3 separate regions of the Mus musculus genome follow, and all the other regions are linked to region 1. Evidence: chromatin contacts called from public HiChIP or PLAC-seq and promoter capture Hi-C data. All regions are on one chromosome and are shown on one strand. Each heading gives the region's core, a stretch centred on a gene start, on an enhancer-like site or on the middle of the called end of the contact. The rest is flanking DNA. Distances are from core to core; before and after follow the strand shown. Region 1 has its middle 54 kb from the start of Gtf3c3. Region 2 holds the start of Stk17b (serine/threonine kinase 17b (apoptosis-inducing)). Region 3 overlaps Hecw2 (HECT, C2 and WW domain containing E3 ubiquitin protein ligase 2).

The links. Promoter capture Hi-C pulls out the DNA fragments that hold promoters and counts their contacts. HiChIP or PLAC-seq counts read pairs in DNA pulled down with a chosen protein or histone mark.
Region 2: a promoter capture Hi-C map of embryonic stem cells shows a contact between it and region 1, with 2.7 times the contacts expected there. The contact joins the promoter of Stk17b here to the enhancer-like site in region 1. A contact is called at or near these places in 8 of 39 promoter capture datasets (the 3T3-L1 cell line, 3T3-L1-derived adipocytes, embryonic stem cells and 2 more) and 4 of 115 datasets of contacts at active chromatin or transcription factors (acute myeloid leukemia, embryonic stem cells, large pre-B cells and 1 more).
Region 3: an H3K27ac HiChIP or PLAC-seq map of embryonic stem cells shows a contact between it and region 1, with 2.0 times the contacts expected there. The contact joins two enhancer-like sites. A contact is called at or near these places in 2 of 115 datasets of contacts at active chromatin or transcription factors (cardiomyocytes and embryonic stem cells).

The regions. Positions count from the first base shown.
Region 1 is chr1:54,383,047-54,386,009 of GRCm38.p6, forward strand. No RefSeq gene overlaps it. Among named protein-coding and RNA genes, the nearest start is that of Gtf3c3, 54 kb to the right of the region's middle. Within about 2 kb of position 1,400, at least 3 of the 459 cell types and tissues checked have an H3K27ac peak or open chromatin away from gene starts, as enhancers often do. A contact at or near this core is called in embryonic stem cells, where this site is marked.
Region 2 is chr1:53,783,814-53,786,776 of GRCm38.p6, forward strand. Stk17b (serine/threonine kinase 17b (apoptosis-inducing)) reads right to left here and starts at 1,402. Exons shown (of 8, transcript NM_133810.3): 1 at 1,261-1,402.
Region 3 is chr1:53,865,059-53,868,021 of GRCm38.p6, forward strand. It overlaps Hecw2 (HECT, C2 and WW domain containing E3 ubiquitin protein ligase 2), which reads right to left. Exons shown (of 29, transcript NM_001001883.3): 19 at 1-92. Among named protein-coding and RNA genes, the nearest start is that of Mir7681, 17 kb to the left of the region's middle. Within about 2 kb of position 1,548, at least 28 of the 459 cell types and tissues checked have an H3K27ac peak or open chromatin away from gene starts, as enhancers often do. A contact at or near this core is called in embryonic stem cells, where this site is marked.

The DNA.
Region 1 (2,963 bases), core at 150-2,649:
GGGCAGAGATTTCCAGAGTGACGATTTGTGGGGTTTCAAGTCCGAGTTTGGCAGTGCTCAGGGATTGGTGAGTTTTCCTGTTCAGACTTTTCACCTAAAATTATCATAATCAGGGGAGGGTCCTATTAAGGGGCTGGAGATGACCTCTGTGACAGTTACAGAAGTTGGAAGTGCCATTATGACAATTAGGGAGGTCCTGAGGAGGGGCCTGGCTGATAGACCTTCTCAGGGAAGGGGAGGTGTCCACTTTCTTGCCTTGTGGGTTTACAAAATACACAAAATTTACAAAGGGAGTGGCCTGAGTGACATGACTAGCCAACACCTTCCGGTCAGATCCAGCTCAAATTATGAGTCCTGTCCAAAATGTATGATGATAATGAAGATATGGTAGAATAGTGGGGAGGGGCTCCCACTGCAAAGGAGGAGGGAAGAGCTATACAGAAGGAAAAGGATAGGGAGCAAATAACACCACGGTTTTTTATTCTGCCTTAAGGGATCCTATTTTTTTTACCTGAAATTATACATATTACATATACATGTATGTGTAGCCATACATAATCTTTTTAAGTTTTTTAATGAATTTTTTCACACTATATTCTTATCATTCCTCCTCCTCCCCCATCTCCTCCCAGATCCTCCCCATTCCCTTTCCACCAACTCTATGACCTTTTTCTTTCTTGCTCTAAAAACAAAAACTAAAACTTTTTAATTTTTAATTTTTTTTAAAAAAAAAGACAAAATATACTAAAAGAACGAGTGCATACAAGATAAGAAAAATGGGGTTCATTTTGTGTTGCCCAATTACTTCTGGGCATGGGGCCTGCCTTAGACTATGGTTAATATTCCCAACAATAGCCCACTGGAAACACTGACTTTCCCTTCCCAGCAGGTATTAACTGCAGAGTGTCTCAGTTAGAGGTGGGACTTTATATCCACTTCCTCTTCTCAGTACTGGGATTCTGTCTGGTTTTTAACTTGCATAAGTCTTGTGCATGCTACAGTCACTGTGAATTCATATCATCAGTCCTCATGTTTCCCTGGTGCTATCCAGCACTTCTGACATGCATATCATATATATAATATTAAAAGTTGATGTATTAAAACAATGAAATTATTAAGCTTAACTCTAAATGTACTGTTATTTAATGCACATAAGAAAATACAAGACGGAGTACCAACCTGGGGCAAGAACTTGCTTTTAAAAATTGGAGATACTGAATGGAAAACAATCACTGTGTGACTTGAGTTTAGGAGGGAGGGAGAATTGGTTTCTCAGCTGAGTCACATGGGTCTTCCCCAAGCTGCACAAGCCTTGGAACTAGAACAAAGGCACACAGCACCCACCCACCCTTAGCAAAGGCCTCTGGCTGGCTCAGAGAGTATGAACTCTCAGGAGCTGGGAGCCCCTGCTGTGCAAACAGACAGGCTGCTCAGAAGGGAGAGGAAGGCAGACAATAGAGACTGCTCTCCTTCAACAAGCAGGTAATCAAAAGATAAAGATGAGTGGAATGTAATTTAATTGTTTTTAAGGATAGATTAAAGTACAATGGTAATGTTTAAGCGGTTTTTTAAGTATTAAAAGGCAACTTAAAGTTAAACACAAAGGAAAGAATGTTAATTCAAGAGATAGATAGATAGATAGATAGATAGATAGATAGATAGATAGATAGATCCACAGAGATACTAATCTCAATAGAATAGAATAAATGAGAAAAGTGCATTAGAAGAAATTTGAAAAGGTCTATGCCAGGGCAGCATTAGGGATCTCAATATGGTCTACATGGAATTTCTGGGACTGCTTAGCCTGGTTTGACAAATTTAGAGTCTGGAAATAGGCTTATACAGTAAGTAGAAGGGAATTTAATTGAAGCTGAATACATAGGAAAGTATAGAAAGTTAATAAATAAATTGAGGCTTTTGATCTTAAATGGTAGGTCAAGAGCAGGGGAAGAGAAGTAGAGAAATCTTATCTCAGACAGTAGAAACTTATGTTAATTTAAGTATTATAAAGAGAAATGGGACATACATATCCACAGAGATACTAATTTCCATAGAAGAGAGAATTTTAAGTATACATATGAATAATTTAGGCCTTGATCTCATGTAGATCAGGGCAGGAAATTGTGGGGGAACACTATCTCAATAGATAATAATATTTGCTTAGATTGCTTTAGTTGCTTTGAATTGTTTTATTTATCAAAATGCATGTGGTTATAAGTTTGGGATCCTGAACCAAGGACATGTTATTTTGGGAGAGAGGCTCTGTATTTGTGTTAATAGAAAAGAAAAGGCTTTGGACCGCTTCCAAAGTGATATGGATCAAATATGACAGAAAGATCTCCTGAAGTTCTTGGCTACAAAAAAGAAAAATTTGAAAACATCAAGCAGGACGGGTAACTGATTTGCTGATTCCTATACATGGGAACAGCTCAGTAACTGGTTTAGACATAAAAATGTCTTTAGCCAAAACTTCAGCTAAAATTAGACAATAAATTTTGTTGACTATGAAATCCTTAAGATTCTTCATGCCATCCTTCATATGGCATGAATAAAGATTACAATTGGTTATGATCAAATTAACTCATTAAAAAAGACAGCTGCCTTCCACCTGTTCAAACAAGGAGCAAAGATTTATCCTTAACTGCTCTGTGCATCCTGCACAATCCACTGCTTCCAAAACAGCTTCAGGGATCTGGAGATTCCAGATGACCTCACTTCATCCAACCTTTCTGACAGATGCAGCCAAAACTTCAGTCAAGCCCTGAGCCTTCTAAGCATGCAGAGACTGGATAACAGATACTAAAGTTAGCTTTCTTAAGTCTAACCAAATTTTCTAATTTTCCTACAGCTCCCCACTCCTTTAAAAAATGATCCACCTTCCCCTTAGGCCATTTTAAATACGTATGTATGGGTGTAACTTCGCTATAGTTCTAAGTATCTATTCTGGTTTCTCCTTTGGTCTG
Region 2 (2,963 bases), core at 152-2,651, 600 kb before region 1:
AAAAAAAAAAAAAAAAAAATCCAAGAAAAACTATTACCAATCTATCCACATACAAAAAATTTTGAAATCACAGAAATATTACTTCTCTAACTTAAGCATACTGTCATGTAAGTAAATTTACTTTAATAGTAAACCTTCATTCCAGAAAATTATCTAAAATGTATGTGTATCTCAAAAAAACCAATTACTTGAAATATTAAAACTACCAAAAAATTAAATTAATATCAAAAAGATTAGGTGAAAAGACAGGTCTAAAATTTGGTCACGATTTCCATGGACTAGTGTTTTTTAATATACACAATTTTAAGGCACTGTGATTCAATTTTTATGAAGTTGTTGAAAACCATTTCTGGGCATCTCACTGTGAAGACTGTACCAATGAGAAAGGAGTTTATATCTCTCCATAATAAAACTGTGCTCCTGGAGTTCTAAATTCCATGTTACATATGCCTCCACTTGCCTCGTTACCTCTGCAGACCTTGCTGCTCAAGGCACAGCCTCTCTCCCAGTCTTGAACACTTAAAAAGTCCACACGGTATCAAACCTGCCGGCGAGGTTCGGTGTTATCGGTACCATGTATGTAAACATGACGTCAGCCAAACCCTCAGTGAATGTCACACTGCAAGCTAATGATTATGGTTGAAATTCCTAGGCTTTCAGAAGTATTTCTTAATTCCAACTTGCAAGCTGAAGCCAGCGCTTCTCTAGTCCCAGCACAGCCACGGCCACTAGCCACCAGCCGGCCGGCCGTGAAGTTTCTTTCAACTTTGTCTCCACTCATCTATATCCCGAGAGTGAAGCCAAATTAAGCGCTTTTCCCACGGTAAGGCCGAGTCGGGATAAAGATCCAGACCGTGGCCATGATGTGGCTGTCTAGTCTGAGGATGGGTCACAAGTACAGAAGAATTCCCACTGCTTTAAAGCCAAAAAGTCACGGAAACAGCTGTGGCTCCCCACGCCGGGACTGACAGCGGCCCACGCGATGACCGCAAAGTTTCTCCCAGGCTGCTGGCCGGACGCGTCCACCCGCCCCGACGTGAAGGCGTCCCGCGCCCACAGCACGCGAGCCCCGGAGCCACCCGGAGGACCACGTCGAGACGCCGCGGAGGCTATCGGGCATGGCCGCGCTCAGGGACGCCGGCTCTGGCCTTCGGGCTCGCCGCAGGGTCCCCGCGCCCCCACACCGACCGCTCCGCCGCAGCTCCGCGCCGTCGCGGGTTCTGCCCTCCCTCCGACCGGGCCACGGCTACACGGGCTCACCTCGCACTCTTCCCCACAACGGCTGGTCGCCGTCAGCCAGGCCCCTGTGAGGCGACTCCCGGCGGCGACCGCACAGACGCTGACCGACGCTTCTTACAGTTGAGGTTTGAAAAGTGCAGCCGCGTCTGGGACACTGTACTTCGACACAGACTCCGCCCTCTGCTGCCCAAGAGCCAATCGGAGCGATTACGGAGGGTGGGGTTGTCACGTGGGGGCGGGGCGGGGCGGCGGCCGGCAGCGCGTGCTGTGAGGCCGGGCCTCAGGAGGGGGGCGGGGAGTGGGCGGAGCGCCGAGCGCCTGAAGACTTGGTTGCTGGATGTAGCCTAGAACTGGACAGTGTGCAGGCCGGGTTGGGGGGGGGGGGGGGTCCGCGCCTCTTTTCCCACTTTTTCCACCTTCAGAGTAGTTCCGGGATGTGTAAGTATCGGGACACAAGAGATGAAAGAAGCCGATGTCCGGGCTCTTTGACTTGTGATGATTAAAGTTCTGTGTTTCAAATCTTCCTTGTCCTCTTCCTTACCTCCTGAACCTACCCTACAAATAGAGATTCCAGCTTGCTATGGGTTCTTGAAGCCATAAATAGGACTCCAGGATCCTAGTCTCTACAGCTGGATGTCTTAAGACACTAACTAGCTCAAGACACTGTAGGAGAATCTGAAGATGAACTAATTGCTGGTTTACTGTGGTAGGGGAAATGAGGAAAACTTGTACCTGCTCAATGCCCATTGCTACTTTCTTTCTTTCTTTCTTTCTTTCTTTCTTTCTTTCTTTCTTTCTTTCTTTCTTTCTTTCTTTCTTTCTTTCTTTCTTTCTTTCTTCCTCCCTCCCTCCCTCCCTCCCTCCCTCCCTCCCTCTCTCTCTCTCTCTCTCTCTCTCTCTCTTTCTTTCTTAGCAGTGTTAGAACACAGGGCCTTTCACATGCTTAGCAAGGGTTCCACTTCTAAGTTCCACCCCCAGGCCCCCAGATCTGTTAACTATTGAAGACTGTTTAAAAACTGAAAGTTTCGTGCTAGATACAGTAGGTTTACATACATATAAGATCCTAGGTTACTTATACGTTTATATGTAGCATCTACACATAGAATCTAGAACTGCTGAAGGGTACTTTTTTAGTAGGTATAAAAAACTATTGGGAAAAATTCTGTGAGTGGAACTCTCTTGCTTTTAGAACATCTTAGCAACCATTTTATGTTCTTCCCCTGTCACATTTAACCAAGATTTCTTCAAGCCATCTGCTTGCCCTTCCAAGCAGTGTATGTCCCAGGACACATGCATTTAAAGTTATCAAAACCATTTCATGAGGTCTGTGTTGTTATTTAGACAGGCCTCAGTATAATGTATTGATTCTTTAAGTGTTGTCAAATGGATAATGTTGCATCTTTTTAGCCAGGGAAGCATAAATGTTAAGGTGTCCACAAACCAATGAGATTGTTCCCATACTTTCTTCCAGGAAACAGCAGCTGCATCCAAAAGTGTCAGTACCAAGGCTTAGCCAGTGCCCTCTTGGAGTTCCTTGTGATCGTTTTTGGTGTTTAGATGTTTGTAACTGTTTTAAACTTAAACAATTCCTTGATCTCCGGCTTTTGAATGTAGAGGCCGTGTTGTGTGTGTTTATGTGGGGTTGTGTGTATCTGTGTATGTGCACGTGGAGGCCAGAAACATTAATGTCAGGTGTCAGTCTCAATACCTCTCCCTTTAGTTTT
Region 3 (2,963 bases), core at 298-2,797, 520 kb before region 1:
ATGATACGGGGGAGCCACGCGGGGACTGACAGTAGCTGGGGTGGAGTAAGGCATGAGGAGGCACATATGACATTATCTCTTCCTCGAATAAGCTAGGAAAAGACATGGAACAGAGGATATACGTTAGCCAATGAGGCCAAGTAAGCTGCTTCCACAGTGAGGAGGAGGTAGGATTCTATGAGGGCTTTCTTGTTTTCTTCCATTGTGATTTAACAGGTAGTTTCCTTCCATAGTTTCATACTCAGAAACATCCGTGCACAGATAAAACATAGTTTTGTCATAAACATTGCTAAATGTTGTCTGTAAGTATTTATTATGCTTGAATTTTACCTACATCCTCAATCAAAAATATTATTGTAGTCTGATATCTGTGTGGATACATAAAGGTTTAGGTGGCTGTATATCAGGCCATTCTATGAATATACTAGTTTATTATCCCTATGTCTTTCCCCAACTTCCTGCTTTTTATTACCAATGGCACCAAGAATGTTCTCTACATGGTATCCCCTGTACCTGTGAGTTTCATAGTGTGAATACAGTACATATACAAAGTCAGATTTGTTCAGTCAAAGCACACACCCACCCAATCCACCCTGACCTCTTCATCAAGCCCTGCATCTTTTGCTATACAACTTTAAAACTTTTTATACATCCAAATTTACTAATTACTTCCTATTTCATATGTCTGAATTTACTAATCACTCGATAAACCTGATAAAAGTACATTTTAAATCAAATCAGTTATTGAGAGTATATAGGAAATGAATAATCAATAACAAATTCAAGTCATTTACATTTTTTATATTTTATAATAGCAATAGAAAAATATCTTTACATGGGTTTAATGTGATTTGAATCATATCCTAAAGCTACACAGACTCTCTCACACCTTAGTGTACAGATAACCAAGTACATTTTTACCAGAACTAATTCTCTTCTTTAAAATATAAAACACCAAGGAGACACAGATTCACTTAGTATGTGGCAAGCACACTCTTAAGCCTTTGACTGAAATAAACTTAAAGTAAAATACAGAAGAACTTAGAATGTGAATAGACAACCCCCCACTTCCAATAAGTAGTAAATATTATTTATTAAAGACAGATAGTATATTGCTTCATTGCATACTATTAATAAATACATTTAATAAATGAAATGACAGTCAAGACCTAAATGTACAACATGCCATAACTGTAGAATCACTATGTGTGAGTAAATTTTCCAACTTCTTCAAAGGCCCTTTAGTTTCAGTGAACATACTTATTTCCCCAAGCAGGTGAGGAAGCAATCTTGCTCTTTATTTGTGAGATCGTTTTACATATAAGAAACTCAGATAGACTGTGGTAGTTAGCTATAATTAACTAAGATATTTAAGACTTACCATCTAAAGACTGTTTAACTAAGGAGAGAAGAAGATTGAGACTTGTAGCCAAGGCCATGCCATTTTAAAAAGCTTTTCCCTTTTGGTTTCTGGGCAGTGAGACTACAGCAATCCTCATTCCAGACATATTTTCCTAATCCCGCCTCTCCCCCTGCTGACACCTGACAATGGCTGCCCAGGGATGTTTACCCACCACAAGACATTCTTTTTCTTAATACTCAGCTTTCATCCTTTGCTCCCTGTAATGGCTGATTTCAGACTCCTCCCCAGTCTCCCCTTCTGCCCTATACTGACTTCGGTGCATAAGGCAGACTTTCCATCCTTAGGGATTCTCCTCTAGAGACTTTTACCAACCCCCCACCCCCCACCCCCACACATTAAAAGTCTCTACTGTCAGAGGTTGTTTGTTCCCTGTTTCTACTTCTGCCCGCCTTTCAAAAACATATGACTTTTGTTTTTCTATACTTTATTTTTATAGAAACATCTTATTCTTGCACTAGCAGATCAATAGTGTTCCTGACTATCTGGCAGGCTATACTCTTTCTAGAACTAATTCAGTACAGGTCAGTTAAAAGGGTCAGTCACCTGCTAGATTGAGAAGTGACACACCCTCCTCAAAGGTCTTAAGAGTCAAAAGATGGGGAGTAATTGAATCCTTTGGAATCTTGCTTTCATAGCAACAAAAATGGAAAGGGCTTTTCAGCAAGATATAGGACAACAGAGAGAGAGAGAGAGAGAGAGAGAGAGAGAGAGAGAGAGAGAGAGAGTCAAGGTCAAGACCAACATAGAAAACACACAAGCCCAGCCTGGTCTACAAAGTGAGTTCCAGGACAGCCAGGACTATACAGAGAAACCCTGTCTCAGAAAACAAAAAACAAACAAAAAAAGAAAACACACAAGCCTGGCCACGATGGTGGGCTCCTTCAATCCCAGCACAGGGAGGCAGAGGCAGGCTAGACCTCTGAGTCTGGTCTACAGAGTGAGTTCCTGTACAGACAGGTCTATACAGAAAAGCCCTGTCTCAAGAAAAAGAAAATAGCAAGAAAGCAAACAAAACACTGCCCTGTGGCATTGTTTAGCCCTCAGGGATAAACAAAGCATTGCCTGAGGGGTGTTGATCCTATGGAGACCTCCAGGGCAGTTTCCCAGCCACTGGATCCTGCAAAAGCATTTTATTTCTAATTTGCCTATAGTTGAGGGTTGATGTCAAACATGAGAAAGGTCTTTTTTTTTTTTTTAAACAACAACAAAAACCTTAAACTGGGTGTGGTGGCGCACACCTTTAATCCCAGTACTTGGGAGGCAGAGGCAGGTGGATTTCTGAGTTCGAGGCCAGCCTGGTCTATAGAGTGAGTTCCAGGACAACCAAGACTACATAGAGAAACCCTGTCTCGAAAAACAAAACAAACAGACAAAAAAAAAAAAAAAACCCTTTACAGTTGTCCTTCCAAAGTACTCTGAAATTTAAAAACTGAATCATTCTAACCACCACGAAGGGCAATACAATGGGTCTGTTCCACGAAGCGCCTAAATCCGCAGAACCATTGACCAAACCTTAAACTCTTAAAAACCATAAAGTAAA